Linked DNA regions of Rattus norvegicus: region 1 is linked to region 2. A link is a contact called in public Hi-C data. All regions are on one chromosome and are shown on one strand. The core of a region is the stretch at or near the end of the contact, and the rest is flanking DNA. Distances in the headings are between cores, read along the strand shown. Region 1 overlaps Hspg2 (heparan sulfate proteoglycan 2). Region 2 has its middle 5.9 kb from the start of Cela3b.

What was found. Hi-C and Micro-C count contacts between places; a contact is called where the count stands out from the background.
Region 1: a contact with region 2 is called in a Hi-C map of the A7r5 cell line, with 3 times the contacts expected there. The contact joins two enhancer-like sites. A contact is called at or near these places in 6 of 12 Hi-C or Micro-C datasets (the A7r5 cell line, Schwann cells, kidney and 3 more).

Annotation. Positions count from the first base shown.
Region 1 is chr5:154,991,292-154,994,213 of GRCr8, forward strand. It overlaps Hspg2 (heparan sulfate proteoglycan 2), which reads left to right. Exons shown (of 97, transcript NM_001427438.1): 2 at 2,152-2,287. Among named protein-coding and RNA genes, the nearest start is that of Hspg2, 32 kb to the left of the region's middle. Within about 2 kb of position 1,425, at least 23 of the 93 cell types and tissues checked have an H3K27ac peak or open chromatin away from gene starts, as enhancers often do. A contact at or near this core is called in the A7r5 cell line, where this site is marked.
Region 2 is chr5:154,924,789-154,927,688 of GRCr8, forward strand. No RefSeq gene overlaps it. Among named protein-coding and RNA genes, the nearest start is that of Cela3b, 5.9 kb to the left of the region's middle. Within about 2 kb of position 1,638, at least 4 of the 93 cell types and tissues checked have an H3K27ac peak or open chromatin away from gene starts, as enhancers often do. A contact at or near this core is called in the A7r5 cell line, where this site is marked.

The DNA.
Region 1 (2,922 bases), core at 175-2,674, 66 kb after region 2:
CTCCCAGGCAGGGAAGGAAGCAGAACCTCTGGTCTTGTTTTTAAGCAAGCCTCCCAGAATCTCCTGGGTACGCACAGCTCTGTCAAACCTGGGATGAGAAGCTGCCACTGGGGTTCTGAGAAGGAGCCAGTAATCTATTTTCCCCAACCCCGGAGGGTGGTTCTGCTTTTGTGTTTTGGTGATGATGGTACTTGGAACCAAACCCAGGGCCTTGCATGTTGAAGAAGACAAGTGCCGGTATCAGTGAGACAAGACACTGCGTGTTTTCGAGGCAAGACCCCTGCTGGCCTTGAACTCATGACCTCCTTGCTTTTGCCTCTTAAGTGCTGGTATTAGAGACATGTCCCACTGTGTTTGGCTACCAGTCCTGGAGATTCAGAGGTCACATACCTGTTTGCGTGGGGACATAGTCCGCAAGCCTTTGGCTACCACTGTGGACAGGAATGAGCCCTTCTGTAGTTGGGAGAGAGGGATCTGGTAGCGACACGGCTCTTTGCCTATGAGGATCAGGCAGTAGGTCATACCAGGGTGTCAGGTGAGGGCTGTACAGCTCTTATCCTAGGCTCAGCAGTGGGGCAAACACAAAGTGATCAAGTAGTGCTCAGTCCTGGAAACACACACACACACACACACACACACACACACACACACACACACACACAGATGATGGCTGTGCCTGGCAGTTAGACTGAGCCTCAGCTCCCGTGTGGATGGACTGGCAGCAGATAAGACAGACCCAGGGATTTTGTGTCTACTTATGGGAACATAGGGTGGGAGAGAGTGCCACACACAGTGAAGGAAAGACCAGCAGAGTGTGTGTGTGTGTGTGTGTGTGTGTGTGTGTGTGTGTGTGTGTGTGTGTGTGTTTGAGACAAGGTCTTAGGTAACCCAGACTGACCTCCACTTTGTTGTGCAGCCAAGGTTCACCTTGAACTGATTCTCCTGCCCCACCCTAAGTGTTGGGATTATAGGTGTGAGCCGATATACCAGACTAAACGTGCGTGCGGTTTTGTTTCTGGGCAGTTATTGGGGTAACGGCTAAGTAACATAGCTCGAAAGGATAACAAGAGTTGGTTCCAGAAAGCAGACAAGGAAGGACACTGTGGCAGAAAGCCCTGTAGCATTAGTCATGGGGGACATGGACTGTATAGAATTGGGGCTTTCACAGGGAACTGTGTCCCTCTGTCCAGACACCACCGAGCCCTGGCAGTGCCTGAAGCCCTTTCACCAGGGATTTGGGACTGTCCTGGGGTCATTGAATACTGAATTCCTGCGTCTGGGGCCTCCCAGTCTTTGGGCTCCCTGGGTGTTTTCCTCTCAGTTACCTGGACAACGCCTTTGAAAACATCTAGATATTGTCCAAGCGGATGTAGGCGTCCACTGCCCACAGCCATTTCTTGGGAGAGCCTGGGTCATAGGCACCAGGCTTAGCCTTGTGCTTTGCCGCTGTCCCACACCTCCCCCTTGCTCTCCCAGGACAGATGCCTCAGATGCACTTGAGCTTAGCATTAGTCCGAGGTCGCGGGGAGTTGATGTCTGTCTTGCCTCCATTCAGACACAAGCATTTAGCTGCAGGGCTTTACGTGTTCTGAGCAGTGGAATGTGCTGCCTGCAGCCAGGCTTGGACACCAGACCTGGTGGCGAAGGCCAAAGGACTGAGGAGGGAGGAGCTGTGGAAGGCCAAGGGCCAGAGGAGGGAGGAACCGTCACCAAAGCCTACATCAATTCTCTCCCTTCTGCCCATGTCCCCTCCACACTTAAACTGGCCACTCCTCTACCTGCTCATGTCTCTTCAGGTTGCCTAATATCTACCTGTGTCCGCTGGCCTACTCTCATGTCCTGGGTGTCCCCTTGCATCCTCCAATGACAACGAAGCCACCTTTTACCAAATGACCTTCCTTTTACTCTTTGCTTTATCCAGAGAATCCCTGAGAATCTGAACATTGGGCTCCGAGGCCTCCAAGGGGTGGGTGGGTCTTTGGGTAGCTGAGTTACAAAAAGTGACTCCTCCTGGTTCTCTCAGCCATCGTGAATCTAACAACTGTGGAGGGGCTATTGGGATGGAACGTTGGGTCCCCTCTGAAATGAGAAGGGCCCTAGAGTTTGGCAGTTGACAGGAGAGGGTGACTCACGGGCTGTCATCTCCCATAGGTGACACAGGGGCTAAGGGCCTATGATGGCCTTTCCCTTCCTGAGGACACAGAGACTGTCACAGCGAGCCGGTATGGCTGGACCTACTCATACCTCTCTGACGATGAGGACCTGTTGGCTGATGATGCGTCAGGAGGTGAGCCGTGTGTCCCCCTACTAGGGATGGAGTCTTTCCAGGAACAGTCCTGGCTGCAGAAAGTTCTATGAAACCCACCCCAGGTAGGACCTCAAGAGACGGCCCATATATTGAGCGCCGTGGTATACACCAACTTAATTCCTGAACTTGGGTGGTGGAGGAGGGAAGATCAGGAGTTCAAGGCTAGCCACCATTATATATGAGTTCGAGGCCAGCCTGTCGTAAATGAGACCTTGTCTTAAACAACAACAACAACAAACACAAACGAACAACACACACGGGGGCTGGAGAGGTGACTCAGCGGTTAAGAGCACCGACTGCTCTTCCTGGCGTCCTGAGTTCAAATCCCAGCAACCACATGGTGGCTCACAGCCATCTGTAATGGGATCTGGTGCCCTCTTCTGATGTGTCTGAAGACAGCTACCGTGTACTCATATGCATAAAAAAAAAAAGTCTTATTTTAAGGACAGCACACGCACAAAATAGACTAGAGCTGGTGAGATTGGTCAGCGGGTAAAGGTGCTTGCCGCCAGGTCTCACGACTACAGTTCGATCTCGAGAACCGGAATCGTAGAAGGAACCAGCTAGGGCCTCCTCTTGCTCACGGTGGCACACTGTATGTGGTCACAAACATA
Region 2 (2,900 bases), core at 388-2,887:
ATGTGTGTAGTGATTAAGGTATTTGCTGCACAGTATGAAGACTCAGGTTCAAATCCCCAACACCCACATAAATACTGGGTGGGTGTTGTGTCCCACCTGTAATTTCAGCTTTCAAAGCAAGTCAGGGGATCCCAAGACAGGCTACGTCCTCAGACAAGCCACATCGGCAAGCTCTGGGTTTGATTGAGAAACCTTGGCCCCAACAAATAAAAATAAGGTTGGAAGAATGATAGAGGACTCAGCTTTGGGCCTCAGTGTGATCAGGCGCGTGCATGTGTGTGTGTGTGTGTGTGTGTGTGTGTGTGTGTGTGTGTGTGTGTGTGTACTGTTCTATTGCTGCGAAGAAACACATGACCGCAGTAACTCTTACAAAGGAAAGTGTTAAATTGAGGGTTTGTTTACAGTCTCAGAAGCTCGGCCCATTATTATCACGGGGAGAGCATGGCAGCACGTAGGCAGACCTGCTGGAGAAGCGGCTGACAGCTGCATCCAGCTCCATAGGCAGAGCAGCAAGATTGGATCTGCTGACCTGGCTTTTGCAACCTCAACGCCCACCCCCAGAGATGCACTTCCTCCAGCAAGGCCATGCCTCCTAATCGCTCTAATCCTATCAAACAATTCCATTCCCTGTTGACCGAGCATTCAAATATATGAGCCTATGAGGGCTATGCCTATTCAAACCACCACAGGGGCTGTCTACATGGCTCAGTTGCAGAAGGCACTTGCTGCCAAACCTGAGGACCTGAGTTCAATCCCAAGCACCTACATGGTGGCAGAAAAGAACCAACTCCCAAACTTGTTCTCTGACTTCCACAAGAGTGCTGCAAGGTACACGCGCACTTACCCACACCCACCCGCTACATAAGTTCTAAAAGTGCATCTGCTAAAACAAAACCAAATTTGTTTTTGACATGTCTACTGGTCTGAAAAGCGTGGAATACATCTGGGGAGGCAGAGGCAGGTGGATCTGGGAGATCAAGGCCAGCCTGATCTACAGAAAGAGTAGCAACTCAATCAAAGCTACATAGTGAAACTGTATCAAGAAGAGAAGGGGGGTTGGGGATTTAGCTCAGTGGTAGAGCGCTTGCCTAGCAATGGCAAGGCCCTGGGTTCAGTCCCCAGCTCCGGGAAAAAAAAAAAAGAGAAGGAAGGGGCTGGAGAGGTGGCTCAGAGGTTAAGAGCCCCGACTGCTCTTCCAGAGGTCCTGAGTTCAAATCCCAGCAACCACATGGTGGCTCACAACCATCTGTAATGAGATCTGATGCCCTCTTCTGGTGTGTCTGAAGACAGCAACAATGTACTTATATATAATAAATGAATAAATCTTTTTTTAAAAAAAAGAAGAGAAGGAAGGGAGGGAGGGAGGGAGAGAGAAGGAAAAAGAAAAGAGAAAGAAAGAAAAGAAAGAGAAAAAGAAAAAAGAAAGGAAGGAAAGAAAAAGAAAGAAAGAAGGAAAGGAAGAAAGGAAGAAAGAAAGAAAGAAAGAAGGAAAGAAAGAAAGAGAGAAAGAAAGAAAGAAAGAAAGAAAGAAAGAAAGAAAGAAAGAAAACAGAAAGCCCCAGTGGCATTGGGAAATAGGACAAAGCTCAAATGACTTTTTGCTTCAGGACTTCTCAGAGCATTTCCTGTGCTGTGTTTGCTGTGAGTCACACATTTGAGAGGTTGATGCCTGGAACCTGCTGGTACTTGGTTGCTCTTAGTTCCCCAACTACCAGTCCCGTCCCTCCCAGATTGGCAGCCAGCCTGGTGTGTGTGTGTGTGTCTGTGTGTGTGTGTGTGTGTGTGTGTGTGTGTGTGTGTGTGTAAGGACACCTAGGATTAAGCAAGCACCCATCTGTGGCTTCTAGACCTGGAACTTGCACAGGTGGCCCTCGTCCCAAGGAAGGCCTTGCTTTAGTGGGAACACAAAGGCATTGGGCAATGTGCTCAGGTAGCCTTTCCCACAGCGGGTGCCATGCCTTCTGGAGGCCTGGCAGGGGTAGGGTGGAGGTAGAGGTCCACTCGGAATGCTCTCTCAGCCAAGTGCACACTCCACAGATGAGCGCCAGTGTCAGGACAGGTGCCAGGGTGTTCCTGGTCACCTGGATGGTGCTGTGAGAAAGAAGACAGTCTCAGAGGTGAGGGGGTGATGCTCCTTACCCCCTGTGGCTTATCCAGCTTCTCTCCAAGGGCCCTGGCTTCACCTCCAATTTTCTTTCTAGGTCATCTCTTTTTTCTTTTTTAAGTACATTATTTATTTATTTATTTATTTATTATGTACACTGTAGCTGTCTTCATACACACCAGAAGAGGGCATCAGATCCCATTACAGATGGTTGTAAGCCACCATGTGGTTGTTGGGAATTGAACTCAGGACCTCTGGAAGAGCAACCATTGCTCTTAACCACTGAGCCATCTCTCCAGCCCTCTAGGTCATCTCTTAGCTCCACAAATTTCCCCCTCCCTCTGCCCCTTCAGGCCTACAATGTTATAGGCTCCCCACTGCTGTGAGCCTTAGGAGGCTTCACTGCCCCTTGTCTGTTTCCCCAACCCGTGCCTCCTTTGATTAAGTCTTCCTAGAAACTCCTTAGGACTGGCATTTGTTCCCTCCAAGGCCTTGACTTGATGCAGGTTTAGTCAAATGAAGCAGAGACCCAAAATAATCTAAAACCAGATCAAGGGCCAGCGAGATGGTCTAACATGTAAAGGTAGCAGCCCCAAGCCTGGTAACCTGAGGTGATCCTTGGAACACACATGATCTAGTCAGGTTTCTCTTGCTTGATAAAACACCATGATCACCGAGCAACTGGGGAAGGAAAGGGTTTCTTTTATTTTACAACCTACGGCCCATTATCTGAGAGGCAGAAACTCAAGGCAGGAGTCTGGAGGCCTGAACTGATGCGGAGGCCCTGGAAGAGGAG